Regions from separate parts of the Sus scrofa genome. Here region 1 is linked to region 2. Evidence: chromatin contacts called from public HiChIP or PLAC-seq data. All regions are on one chromosome and are shown on one strand. Each heading gives the region's core, a stretch centred on a gene start, on an enhancer-like site or on the middle of the called end of the contact. The rest is flanking DNA. Distances are from core to core; before and after follow the strand shown. Region 1 has its middle 26 kb from the start of CTGF. Region 2 has its middle 110 kb from the start of CTGF.

Region 1 (6,489 bases), core at 918-3,417, 140 kb after region 2:
ATGACTCTGTAGAGTTGACAAATCATGAAGTAGCTGCAGACTGCTTCTAAGCAACCAATGCAAAACAGATTAATAGGACTTGCTGCATTAAAGGCTTACAAGAGAGCAGGGAGTAATAAAGTCTCAAAATAGATTTTCTTATAAGAAACTTTCCCCTTAAATGTCAACTTTTGAAGTTCAACTCAAATATAGCAAATCTGGACCTCTCACACATAAGGAATAATTATTTTGTACATATGCCTACATATTCTGGAATAGAAATTCTCAGCTACTTCGCATTTCCAGATCTCAAAGCAATAGTAAATGACGCCACTATTCCTTGCACAGAAAAAATTGTCCAGAGAAAATATTCACGATTAATGCTCCTTCTCAGAGAGGTAGCAGGGTAGTGTGGAAAAATTCTGAGTTTCTAGTGTCTCAAAGATTGGCAGTTAAATCCTGGATCCACGTTTATGGTTGTGCAACTTTAGAATGTAATTTAAGCTTTCGAAATTTCAGTTTTCCCAACTGTGAAAAGAAGCAATAATAAGTGCCTTCTATGGCAATGTGAGTATCAAATTTAGCATTGCATTCAATGAATTCTTTGAATCACTTTTTATGTTGTAGGCACATAGTAGCTGATATATAGAAAGCAATCAGAAATAGTCTTTTTTTTCCCCACCTATGTTACTTAAACATCTAATGTCATTACATTAGAAAATATACAGGTAAAAGAGCAGAGATAAAAGGAAAATAGAACTCAAGCACGATACCCTGCCACAAAAGACTATGTCTAGTTTGGTTTTTTTTTTCTCATTTCACTTGCCTGTAATAACTTGGAATCCACTGCAGCATAGTCATTTGCTCTTCCCTTCAATATCTGTGGTTATCTAATCATCATATGAAACTGACAATCATCCCCCCTCCTGCATTTTTAACCTCCATCAATGGGGATGTCAGATGAGGAGCTGAATCTCTACATTCAGGAATTAAATAACAAAACAAGACCAAAGTAACCAAAGTATTGAAGGCTTTATTACACATCATATTAATCACATTAAAATGCACCTACATTCCTAATTATACATATAGATAATTATAGGAATTGAGGCTGGAGTTCCCACCATGTTGCAGCGAGTTAAGGGTCCGGCGTTGTTTTGGCAGAGTGGGCTCCAGCCCTGGCCCAGTGCAGTGAGTTAAGGATCTGGTGCTGCTGCAGCTGTGGCATCTCTCTAAGCTGCAACTCAGATTCAATCCCTAGGCCAGAAACTTCCATATGCCACAGGTGTGGCCAAAAAAAAAAAAAAAATAGAATTCAGGTTAGAGGTTAGTTGACTATCTGACATATTGTTTTGTGTTGTACATTGTGACCTATTTATTAATTTTGACTTAATAAAATTAGTCTGGCATTTTCTTTTTGTGACTTGGAGATAAAACTGCTTTTCAAATTACAAACATTTTTTTAGGACTTCAAAGTCTTGTGTACCTGGGCAAGCACTGTATCAGATTATCTAACAGATGAAAGACTGGGTTGTAAGGCAGGGCTTCTCATAATTTAGTGAAAAGACTGTTGGTCCCCAATCCTAGAGATTCAGCGTGTCTGGGTGGGATCTAAGAATCTTCATGACTAACAGGTTCCCCGGCAAGGCTAACACTATTAGTTTCAGGACCACGCTTTGAGACTCACTAGCGTTGTGTTTGTGTTTATGACAAAACAGACAATCAAGAATAGACCATTCGTGAGGGGAACTACACTGAAATAAGCAAGGATGTGTGCAGGTAGGATATATTTGTTTTTTACCTCAAGCCACTTACTATGTGGCAAGAGTGAGTGGTGAAAGTCGTGGTATTGGTACAAAGAACAGGGGAGCTCTGGTTTTTCCATTAATTGGTAGAATTCTCCTTTCCGGGTCCCGGTGCTGCCTGGTTAGAGAGAAATATACAGTCTAAACATGATTGCAAAACAGGAAGGCAACAATCTGAGTGAGAAGGAGCCAACTGGCACACCGGTTGGCTGAGGGGCAAAACCTCAGGACCAGCTACTCTATCACAGCCTTAGAAAACAGCTGCTGAAGATCTGGCAGTGAACTGAAGAGGGGTAACCTTGATGTCCAAATGAGGGTACCTTGCAAGGAAGAAATTGTAGCCAGCCGTAAACAACCATCCCTGGACCCGGCAGGACCTGGCGCTCAACAGCGACACCATGTGGCAATAACTGACAATAAGCTGTGCTGAGGGACAGAGCGGTTCTCTTTGCCTGGAGCTTGAAGGGGGCTCACTCTCTTTGCCTTAAATAATAGGGAGGAATTCTTTGGAGTTCCGCTTGTGGCTCAGCAGAAACGAACCTGACTAGTGTCCATGAGGATGCGGGTTCCATCCCTGGCCCTGCTCAGTAGGGCCGTGCCTGTGGTGTATGGAGAGTCCCAGGCTAGGGGCCCAACTGGAGCTACAGCTGCCGACCTTATGCCACAGCCCCAGCAACTCAGAATCCCAGCCGCGTTTGCAACCTACATCACAGCTCATGGTAACACAGGATCCTTAACCCACTGAGCAGGGCTGGGGATCGAACCGAATCCTCATGGATCCTAGTTGGGTTTGTTCCCGCCGAGCTGCAATGGGAACCTCCAGACCATGAAGTTCTGATGCCAAGAGGTGGAGATGAACCCAAGGCCAGAACACTTGACGGGGTGGACTAGAAAAAACTCAAACCACTAACACAGGATAAAAAGTGTTGTGTGCCCTGATAGGACCAAAAGGAGACCAAAAGTCTCCTCTGGCATTAAGAGCTGTGGGGCTTTCCAGAGCGGTATGAGGTTTGAAACAGCACTGCTTACGTAGTCTGGGATCCCTCAAGCTAGGAGATTAAGATAAAGGTGAGTCCCAAGATGCTATCTTCAGTGCATGCCGGAAACCTTTTTGGAGAGGCGTATTTTCAAGCCAGGCTGTGGAGAATTTCCGTGAGTTCACAATTCAAACTTACAAAACCTTGATTAAAATAATCTTTCATGATTGTAAATCAACTATACTTCAATAAAACTTTAAAAAATGGAAACACTAAAAGAAAAAGAATTTTAGGCCACAGGTTAAAAAAAAAAAAAAAAGGAAAAGAAAAACAGTCTTTCATGAGAGAATGTTAAGCCACAAAAGATGGCATTTTAGACCCCTAAGAATTCATAAAATGAGCAGAACCTCAGTTCCGAGTGGGGTTTGGGACAAGAAATAGGTCTCTACTCTGTGCAAAGGGTGATGGCTGCCAGGGGGTCCCCTAAGCTCTGTGCTGAGAGGATTCTGAAGCCACATCCAGGCTCAGTGGAAGAGCCTAACTGTCACATATGGTGTTCTCTTCCTATTGGAAAATTCCGTTTTATTTTCTCTCTCTGGATGGGGGATACCAGGACCTATCAAGTGGTTTGTGGTAAAAAAGGATATGAATAAAAGAGAAAAAAGGAACCTCGAAATGCCCTCCGCAATGCCTTGCCCACCTCCCTCACTCCTTCGTGTTCCCGTTGCCCCATCACTTACCAGGGGCTCAGAAGAGAAGTGTAGAGACCTGCCTCCAGCACTGGGCAGTGAGCTCCTGATGATGTTTCATTCCAATGTGTTTAGGCTGAGGGCCTATCAAGGTACTTGGAACAGAGCCTGGGTTTCCTAAAAGTGTGCTAATAGAATTAAAGAAGAGTTGTGAGTGAGGGGAGTTAAAAGTCAGAAGTAAAATCTTTTTTTTTTTTTTTTTTTTTTTTTTTTTTTTAAGGCCACACCTGCAGCATATGGAAGTTCCCAGGCTAGGGGTCAAATCAGAGCTGTAGCTGCCGACCTACGCCCCAGCCGCAGCAACACCAGATCTGAGCTACATCTTCGGCCTACGCCCCAGCTCACGGCAATGCCAGATCTGTAACCCACTGAGCGAGGCCGGGGAATCTAACCTGCATCCCATGGATACTAGTCTACTAGTCAAGTTGGTAACCTGCTGACACAAAGAGAACTCCCTAGAATTATGTTTAATGTAAGCAATCACTTCATTCTTTATGTTGTCTTCCTAGACAAATGAATGAAAACCATTCCCTTGAACAAAAAAAAAAAAAAAAAAAAAAAAAAAGAAAGAAAAAGAGAAAGAGAGAAAGAAAGAAAGAAAGAAACAAATTTACTTATGTTTCTCCTGCTTCCCCAGCACCTATCTCTGTTCTGGGCATGTAACTGATGCTCAACAAATTCTTTTTTTCTTTTTAAAAAATTTTCATTGAAATTTTTGTTGATTTACAAGAATGTTAGTTTCAGGGGTACAGCACAGTGACTCAGTTATACATGTGTAAATGAATGCCTCTGAAAATATACATATTTTTCAGATTCTTTTCCCTTATAGGTTATTACAAAATATTGAATGTAGTTCCCTGTGCTATACAGTAGCACTTGGTGGTTATCTATTTCACGTATGGTTGTGTGTATATGCTAATCCCAACCTCCTAATTTTTCCCTCCTCCCACCCCCCCTTTATAACTATAAGTTTATTTTCCATGAATTTAAGTCTCTTTCTGTTTTGGAAATAAGTTGGTTTGTATCTGTTTTTTTGTTTTTGTTTTTTTTTGCTTTTTAGAGCCGCACCCGTGACATATGGAGGTTCCCAGGCTAGGGGTCCAATCGGAGCTACAGCTGCCACTTACACCAGAGCCACAGCAACGCAGCATATGCGCCACATCTGGGACCTACACCATAGCTCACACCAACGCTGGGATCCTTAATCCACTGAGTGAGGCCAGGGATCAAACCCATGTCCTCATGGATCCTAGTCAGGTTCATTAACCACTGAGCCAGGAAGGGAACACCTGTGTGTGTTTTTTTAGATTCCACATATAAGCAATATCATATGATATTTGCCCTTTTATGGCTTATTTCACTTAGTATGATCATCCATATTTGATGTAAGTGGCATTATTTCATTCTTTTCAATGGCTGAGTAATATTCCACCTTTTAATGACATATATATCTATATATCTATATATCTTTATCCATTCATCAGTCAATGGACATTTAAGTTGCTTCCATGGCTTGGCTATTGTAAATAGTGCTGCAATGAACATTGGGGTGCATGTATATTTTCAAATTGTTGTTTTCTCCAGATATATGCCCAGGAATGGGGTTGCAGGATCATATGGTAGCTCTATTTTTAGTTTTTTAAGAAACCTCCACACCGTTCTCTATAGTAGCTGTACCAGTTTACATTCCTACCAACAGCATAGGAGAGTTCTTTTTTCTCCACACCCTTTCCAGCATTTATTATCTGTAGACTTTTTAATAATGGCCATTCTGACTGGCATGAGGTGGTATTTTATTATAATTTTTCCATGCATTTCTATAATAATTAGCGATGTTGGGTGTCTTTTCATGTGTCTTTTGGCCCTCTGTCTGTTTTCTTTGGAGAAATGTCTATTTAGATCTTCTGCCCATTTTTTTGATTGGGTTGTTTGATATTGAATTATCTGAGCTGTCTGTATATTTTGGAGATGAATCCCTTGTCAGTTGAGATGCTCCGCACGTTCTTGATAAGTGATTAACAGATCAGCTTTTTCAAAACAAAGCTTCTTTAACTCTTGGCCAAGCTACCTGTCTTCCTGGAGTCCCAGAATCTACAGCCAGAGTAGTGACACTCACAGGTTAGAAGCATCAAAGGTAGCCATCGGCCCACAGGGGACAGTCCCTGTGGGGCACAGGACGTCAACTAATGAAAGGGCTAGCAGCGAAACTGCCTCCGAGGCCACCTAAAAACTATTTTTATTCCTCACAGATATTTTCCACTCCAAAACTGCTGCCTTTTTCCCCTTGACAAGTCTCTGATTTCCCCATGAAATTTTGGGCTTGCTTTCTTCTAGTTTCAAACCAAAATTCCCTCCCCAGAGATATGTCTCCAGACCTGGCTCTATGAGGGAGGCTAACAGAGCGGGCCTGCGGGGTGTTAATGGCACCTTTGATAGAGATGAGAACACAAACAGCCCTCTCCCCTCCAGGGACGGCTGCCAAACTGGCAACCACTTGAAATAGACAGCACTCAAGTCCTGCCAGCCTCGCCCTCCTCGCCTTCATCATAACCACCCCCCCCCCCGGAATCCGAAATCTCTCCCCATCACTCACACTCCTGTTTGGACTGGCCAAGGGAGTGACTCTGGCAAGACTCTCAGGATATTCTTCATGAACCCTGGCACCCCACTTTGTGGTCCAGTCAACCACCGTGGGTTAGTTCCGTTTCCCCTTTTAACGGAATTTTAGGAGTCGGTGGACAAGTTTGGAGGTCTGCTTTGGAGAGATCAGATTACTCAGAGTGGCAGAATCGAAAGGATAAGGAGCAAAAAGCCCCACAGAGGAAACGGCATTTGAGCAAGACCTGGAGGGAAATGAGGAAAAGACACTCCTCGGCGGCGACAGGGCAGAGCTCACACAGAGACGGAGGAGGTGAGAAGTGGCTACTACCGGGTACACCAAGGGTCCTGGTTTGAGTAACAGGAAACAAATATCATAGG
Region 2 (6,553 bases), core at 32-2,531:
TGTGTCTACAAGAGAGCACAACATATCAATTTAAATAAACCCTCTTATAAAGAACTACATTTCTCATATGCAATTTTGCTAAGAAATTAAGTTTAGCTAGGAAGACAGGTTTAAAAGAATGGGTTATCTTAAACTGACCAATTCTCAGAATACTAAATGCTTACATAAAATCAAAGAGAATAGCTCAATGCTTCATAAACAAAAGCTAAAAATATACCGAGAAGACTGTCTCCTCTGATCAGTCATCTTCCCTAACTACCTAAACCTGTACCTTTGTCTATCTTTCAGAGTACCAGCACCAGCACCCCTTTAGTCTGAATGGCTAACTTTTCCTAAAAATAGCCAACAGCTTTATTCTCCCTGGGAGTAACCAAGCCAGATGAACCTTCATATTTGTAATATCCAGATGCTATGGCCTATTTCTGGCTGCTCCATAGCCCAGAGGCCACTGAGTCAATAAGTCTAGGGTTTCCAAAGGACTACATTGCTCCAATACCTTGCAGACATACTTCCCATTTGTAATTTTTGCCTTTGATTTGCATTTCCCAATAAAGGGCACTCTTGGACTGGGAAACAGGAAACCACGAGAAATGATTCCAGTTCTATTATAAATGGCTAGGTTATCAGGTTATATTTTAATTTTTACATCTTGTTTTCTTCAGCTAAAGAAGAGCTTGGACTAAGGGCTTTTAGTGTCCTTCGAAGACACAAACATTCTATGATTCTGAGTGGTTTACCACTAGTTATCAAATAATTTACAGTGTCTTCTTGTGCTTGTTTGTTTAGTTGCTGTTTTGTTTGTTTCTTTTCATTTTGCTTCTGTGCTTTTCTTTCATCCTGAGGAACCCAGTGTTAGGTAGAAAACTATCCCATGTCTTTAAACAAGCAGGGCAGTCTGTGTCCACTAAGGATTCAGACCTGGTTGTCCTTGAATAATGTTTTCTAAAGTCAGAGTGAAAGCTGCAATATAATTGGCTGAGAGATATTGCCTGGGAAAACTCAGAGTCCTCTCACAGACTTTTACATTATCCTCTGGAGTACCTCAAGTTCTATTTATTCTCCAAGCACTGAAATAACCCCGGCATATTTCAGTAACAGCTCAAGAAAGAGCATCTTTTTGACTTCACCATTTATGGTTTCAATCCAACTGTTTCCATTTTCAAATCGCATGCTGTTCCTGAGCTGGGTTCTCACAAACGTGACATACAGCCACGTCTCCCCCAAAAGGGCAACGGATGCCTGCTGGGAAAAGGCACGTCAAAATTCCAACCAATCACTTGGAGCTTTTATTCTTAACCCAGCCCAAATAGTTTAATAGCTCTTCTGGCCTGTTATAAATAGGTCCTGGTGCCTATCACTCCAGCTCACTGGGAAAGAATGCAAACAGTCCCAGGAATGAAATACTCAGGAAGGTTGCTCTGCTTGGTAAGAGCTATTTTATTCTAAATGACAAAATTTCCTCCAGACACATAGAAAGTCTTACGTTTTCAGTCTGTGAGTTTCTCATCCTAAGGAATGATGTGATGTTTCATATGAGAAAAGAAAAAGAAAGAAAGAGAGAGAGAGAAAGGAAGTTACATCAATGGTAAAAATGTGCTGAGCAAAACCTTTCTCTCTTAGTTGGCCTTTAAAGGAATGCTCATTATTTTGACCAAATCTGTGTGGTCATGCTGCATTCCCCAGGAATAAATATAGTTCATGTAAACGCCTGTTCAGAAGGACAACTAGAAAGTAACGGCATGAAGTGACAAGAAACACACTGAAGAAGACACCAAGTTGAGGCCATTGATTGAATCAATAAAAAAAAATTCAGGAAAAAAATTTCAGTAAATGGACTTGTACTTTTTCTCACAGTGAATGTGAGAAACATTCTATATTGTTATATAAATAGTTTTTTTTTTCCCTTAGAATAGAAACCATCAATGTCGCATGCAAGAAACAAATACGTGAAGATAGATACAATTCCAAAATTTTCCACTTCAACTATCAGTAAACTGTCATGTTTGTAATGGGGATTTTGAGTTTTTGATTTCTGAACTTGGAAATTTTTCTCATTCCTGCTACAAGATAAGAAGAAAGCGCATGATAAAAATGTATGTCTTTTGATTGTGACAAAAGACAATCCAAAAGGGTTTCTGTGTCTTTGAAACCTAGATAATGTACCTTTTGCCAAGATCACCACACCTCAAATTCAAATGACATTGATTTCTAGCTTTTTACAGCTGCAGTTCTTTTCTTGATCTAAATCCCTTGATGTGCAACCAGGAAGTTAGATGCTGTATGCTTTTCTGAATACAGTTTTAATAATCCTGGATTTTTTGAGGATTCTTAGAATAAACTTTGTTCATAACATACGGTATATAGAAATATTTGGACACACAATAATGATGTTATATGATGTTCACTTTTGCATAATATGTTACAGAGTTTTAATTCTAGTCTGGTTCATATTTATAGGGGAAATCATAATTCCATTGATGCCAAAATATAACTTGTATCTATAATGTTGTTAGAATATTTAAACAAGGAGACCACAGACCGCGGTGTCTCAGTAGCCTACACAAATGAGCTGGAACCTAAGCCAAAGTTGAGGCACTGGAATCCAAGAAAATGAAACTTAAGTACAACCAATCACAGCCAACAAGGCTTTCCCAAACAAGGCAATGGCTTAAGCAATCACCAATCCAATCATTTCTTAGCTATGGTTCAGCCTCTTCTCTACAAAAACCTTGTCCCTTGCTCCTTTTGGTGGGGCTCCCTTAACCACTTTTGGTTTGGTGCTGCCTGTGTTGAATTAATATATACTCAGACAAACTCCTGAAAAATTGTAATGTTTACCTGTTAACCAAGTCTAATCAACGACAATTTTCTTGCAATTAAAACTAGGAAAGTGGAGGTCCCCTCATGGCTCAGGGTTAACGAACCCTACTAGTATCTATGAGGATGCGGATTTGAACCCTGGCCTCACTCATGGGTTAAAGATCCAGCATTGCTGTGGCAGCTATGTGGGCTGGCAGCTGCAGCTCGGATTTTACCCCTAGCCTGGGAACTTCCACATGCTGTGGGTGCAGCCCTAAAAAGACCAAAAAAAAAAAAAAAAAAAAAAAAAAAAATTGAAAAGTTATTGGAACAACCGTCCTTAGGGTTTTTTAGTTGACTCTTGGTCTCAGAAATAGCAACCTGTCTAAAACCAAGTGTTAACAGAATAATGCTGGAGTCATGAGGCATCTTAAAAAATAGTTGACTACCTTTTTTGGCTAGCCCAGACATTGACTATGCTTGTCAAACTCTGATGACATGTACATGCAAAGGCTTTATTCCAGGCATTTGAAATTTTCTAATAAAGTTCATATAGCTTCTAAAAAAAGTTGTTTTTAAGTTGAATCTTCTAAATTGCTTTTACTTTAAAAAAAAAAAAAAATCCCTTCCCTCTCCCACTGCAGTATGGGAGTGCTATGGTTAATTATCCTTCAAACCAAAGTGTGGCAGATAATCCGGAGGCTATTAAAATTCTTATGTAAACTGACTCTGCCCCTGAAGAAGTATATACACCTATTTTTTCCTAATTTAAATATATTCTTCAAAGAATTTTTACTGAGGGGGACTCATTTCAGTTTCTTGGCATTTGGGGTGTTTGACTCTACCTTTCCTGGCCAATTAATTACCTGGCCAGTTAACACTTGTCAGTGTTGTCATCTGCCACCAAAATCCCCAGATAAAATGAGAATTTGATTAATTGCACAGAGCATAGTTAATCACGGTACTTGTCATGTTAACTAATGTACTTATAAAGTCTAAGTCTAGAGTCCAACTTAAAATGGTATATACATTGACCCACTCACTTTTAAGGCAATTCAAAGAGCAGAATAGTTAGAAATTTCAAAATGTGAATGCAGGGTCTTAAAGCAGCCCATAACCATACTTGAGACTCAGCCTACCTTTCTAATTTCCACATACTAAGGAAAAATAGAGTGAAATCTTTAGTCCATTTCCTCTTGTCAAAGTAGGCAAAAATCATTTAAAATCTGGACAATAACTCCTCTAGTTTTTAAATCAAGAAATGAAATTTTTCCATCACAGCTACCCATAACGTGAGACCTTGCAGTATAAGTACAATAAGACATGTTACAAGTTTTAGTGAATAAAGACAGATGGGGATCTGAAAAAATACTGACCTTTCTAATTATATTACAGTAGTCCAGCTGTTAAACAAATGAACCTCACTGCTAATGATCGTATTACCAAGTTAATGGAAAAGTGGTTAAACCATTTCTTTCACAAATATAGACATTTCAAATCAATGTAACTGAAAAAGTGCGAGCCAGTAGAGTGGACAAAATTAGAACATTGTCTTATTTTAAAATTAGAGCAATTCCCAAAGCCTCCATTTACTTTATACTTGGAAATGATGAGCTTTGGCCCTAGTTTCAGTTAAAAACCACTATCCTAGGTACTATTTCCCTTTTCTTTACAATTTAAATTTTTAAAAACCAGTGTCAGCAATTTCACATCCTCTCTTGCACCTGGAAAAGTGTTCCTTCAGATTTGCAGGTTACTCTTCACTTTCTACTCATTTCACTTCTTAGCTCACTGTGAAAAGTTGGGGAAAATATTCTCTCCAGGAAAAGTACCTTTGGTATAGGCTTTGTTTACCCATTTGGTTGTGGCGATATATTTTCCTGGATTTAAGTCACTCCCAAGATGTTGAAACTACGAAGATCTTTAATCTACAGACTGTGCTCTTTGCATGATGAGAAGGGAAATCATACAAAAAGGGATTCCAAAAGAAGCAATGACATCTGGTGGGCAGAGGTTGAGTAAGTTCCAAATGGGAAGACAAAAATTTCCTTTCAGACAAGTTTGGGTATCATTTGGTTGACATAGCATTAGGATATGACAGGTTATAAAAAGGATTTTGACAAGTGACTTTAATTTTTAGAAAAGATCAAATAGTAGAGCAAAGTATCAATAAAGGGCTCAGTGAAATATTTTTTAAAAAACTTCAACTCTACCAAAAAACAAGTAATACTTCTGAGTACATTTTACAAATATCAGCTTTATTGATATAAAAAATATATAATGCAGAATTGATAATTCAAAATGTATAATTGATATAAAAACGTTAAGATATTGTAAGTGTACAGTATGATGATTTGATACACATATACTCTGTGAAAGGATACTCCTTTAATCTAGTTAATTAACACATCCATCGCCTCACATATTTATCTCTTTTTATTTCAGTGAAAGCATTTAAGTTCTACTCTCCTAGTGAATTTCAGTTATACAATATAGTGTCATCAACTACAGTCACCATGCTATACATTAGATTCTCAGACCCTATTTATCTTGTAGTTCAAAGTTAGTACCCTTTCAACAACCTCTCTCTATTTCGCACCCCACCCCCATCCCTGACAACCACTTTTCTACTCTCTGTTTCTATGAGTTTAACTTTTTTTAAAAAAGAGAGTCCACATATGAGTGATACCATGCAGTATTTGTCTTTTTCTGCCTGGCTTATTTCACCTAACATAATGTCTTCAAGGTCTATCCATGGTGTCACATATGGCAGGATTTTCTTCTTGAATACTATATTGTGTACATACACCATGACTTCTTTACCGATTCACCTATGGACTCCTAGATTGTTTCTATATCCTGGCTATTATGAATAATGTAAAGAACATGGAAGTGCAGGTATCTCGCTGACATTCTGTTTTCATTTCCTTTGGATAGACAGCCAGAAGTGGGACTGCTGGATCACATGGTAGTTCAATTTTTCATTTTTTTCAGGAAACTCCAAACTGTTTTCCATAGTTGCTGCACCAGTTTACATTCTCAACAACAGTACACAAGAGTTTTCTCCTCTCTATATCCTCGGCAACACTTGTTATCTCTTGTCTTTTTGAAGATAGCTATTCTAATAGATGTGAGGTGATATCTCATTGTAGGTTAGATTTGCATTTCCCTGATGATTAATGATGTCGAGCCCCTTTTCACATACCTGTTGCCTATTGGTATGTATTGTTTAGAAACATGTCTGTTCAATTCCTCTGCCTGTTGGACCCATTTAACTGGATTGTTTAAATTTTTTTGATATTGAGTTGTATGAGTTTTTTTAAATATATTTTGAATGTCAACCCATTATCAGACATAGGATTTACAAATATTTTCTCCTCTTCTGTAGATTGTCTTTTCATTTTGTTGATAGTGCCCTTTGCTGTATAGCTTTTTAGTTCGGTGCAGGTCCACTTGTTTATTTTTGCTTTTGTTGCTTTTGCTGTGTATGCTTTCACGTGCTTAGCAATTTATTGGGTATTGAGGAGGATAGAGGTTTTGACACAATCACTGCCCTCAGTTTACATTTGGGTAGATAACAAATATAAAGCAAGTAAAAAATGAAACAAGGTTGTTAAGTGGGACACTAACAATATGTGCACTAAGAACTCTGGAAAAAAAAAAAAACAGAAAGTCATTGAGTAAGAGTTGTCAGGGAACAATTCATGGTGGAAGGAGTTGAACTAGACTCAAGAAGTTGACTGAGTTGGAATGA

The links. HiChIP or PLAC-seq counts read pairs in DNA pulled down with a chosen protein or histone mark.
Region 1: a contact with region 2 is called in an H3K27ac HiChIP or PLAC-seq map of skeletal muscle. The contact joins two enhancer-like sites. A contact is called at or near these places in 4 of 47 Hi-C or Micro-C datasets (embryonic fibroblasts, fetal skeletal muscle, heart right ventricle and 1 more) and 1 of 2 datasets of contacts at active chromatin or transcription factors (skeletal muscle).

What each region holds. Positions count from the first base shown.
Region 1 is chr1:31,697,259-31,703,747 of Sscrofa11.1, forward strand. No RefSeq gene overlaps it. Among named protein-coding and RNA genes, the nearest start is that of CTGF, 26 kb to the left of the region's middle. Within about 2 kb of position 2,168, at least 11 of the 83 cell types and tissues checked have an H3K27ac peak or open chromatin away from gene starts, as enhancers often do.
Region 2 is chr1:31,560,255-31,566,807 of Sscrofa11.1, forward strand. No RefSeq gene overlaps it. Among named protein-coding and RNA genes, the nearest start is that of CTGF, 110 kb to the right of the region's middle. Within about 2 kb of position 1,282, at least 24 of the 83 cell types and tissues checked have an H3K27ac peak or open chromatin away from gene starts, as enhancers often do.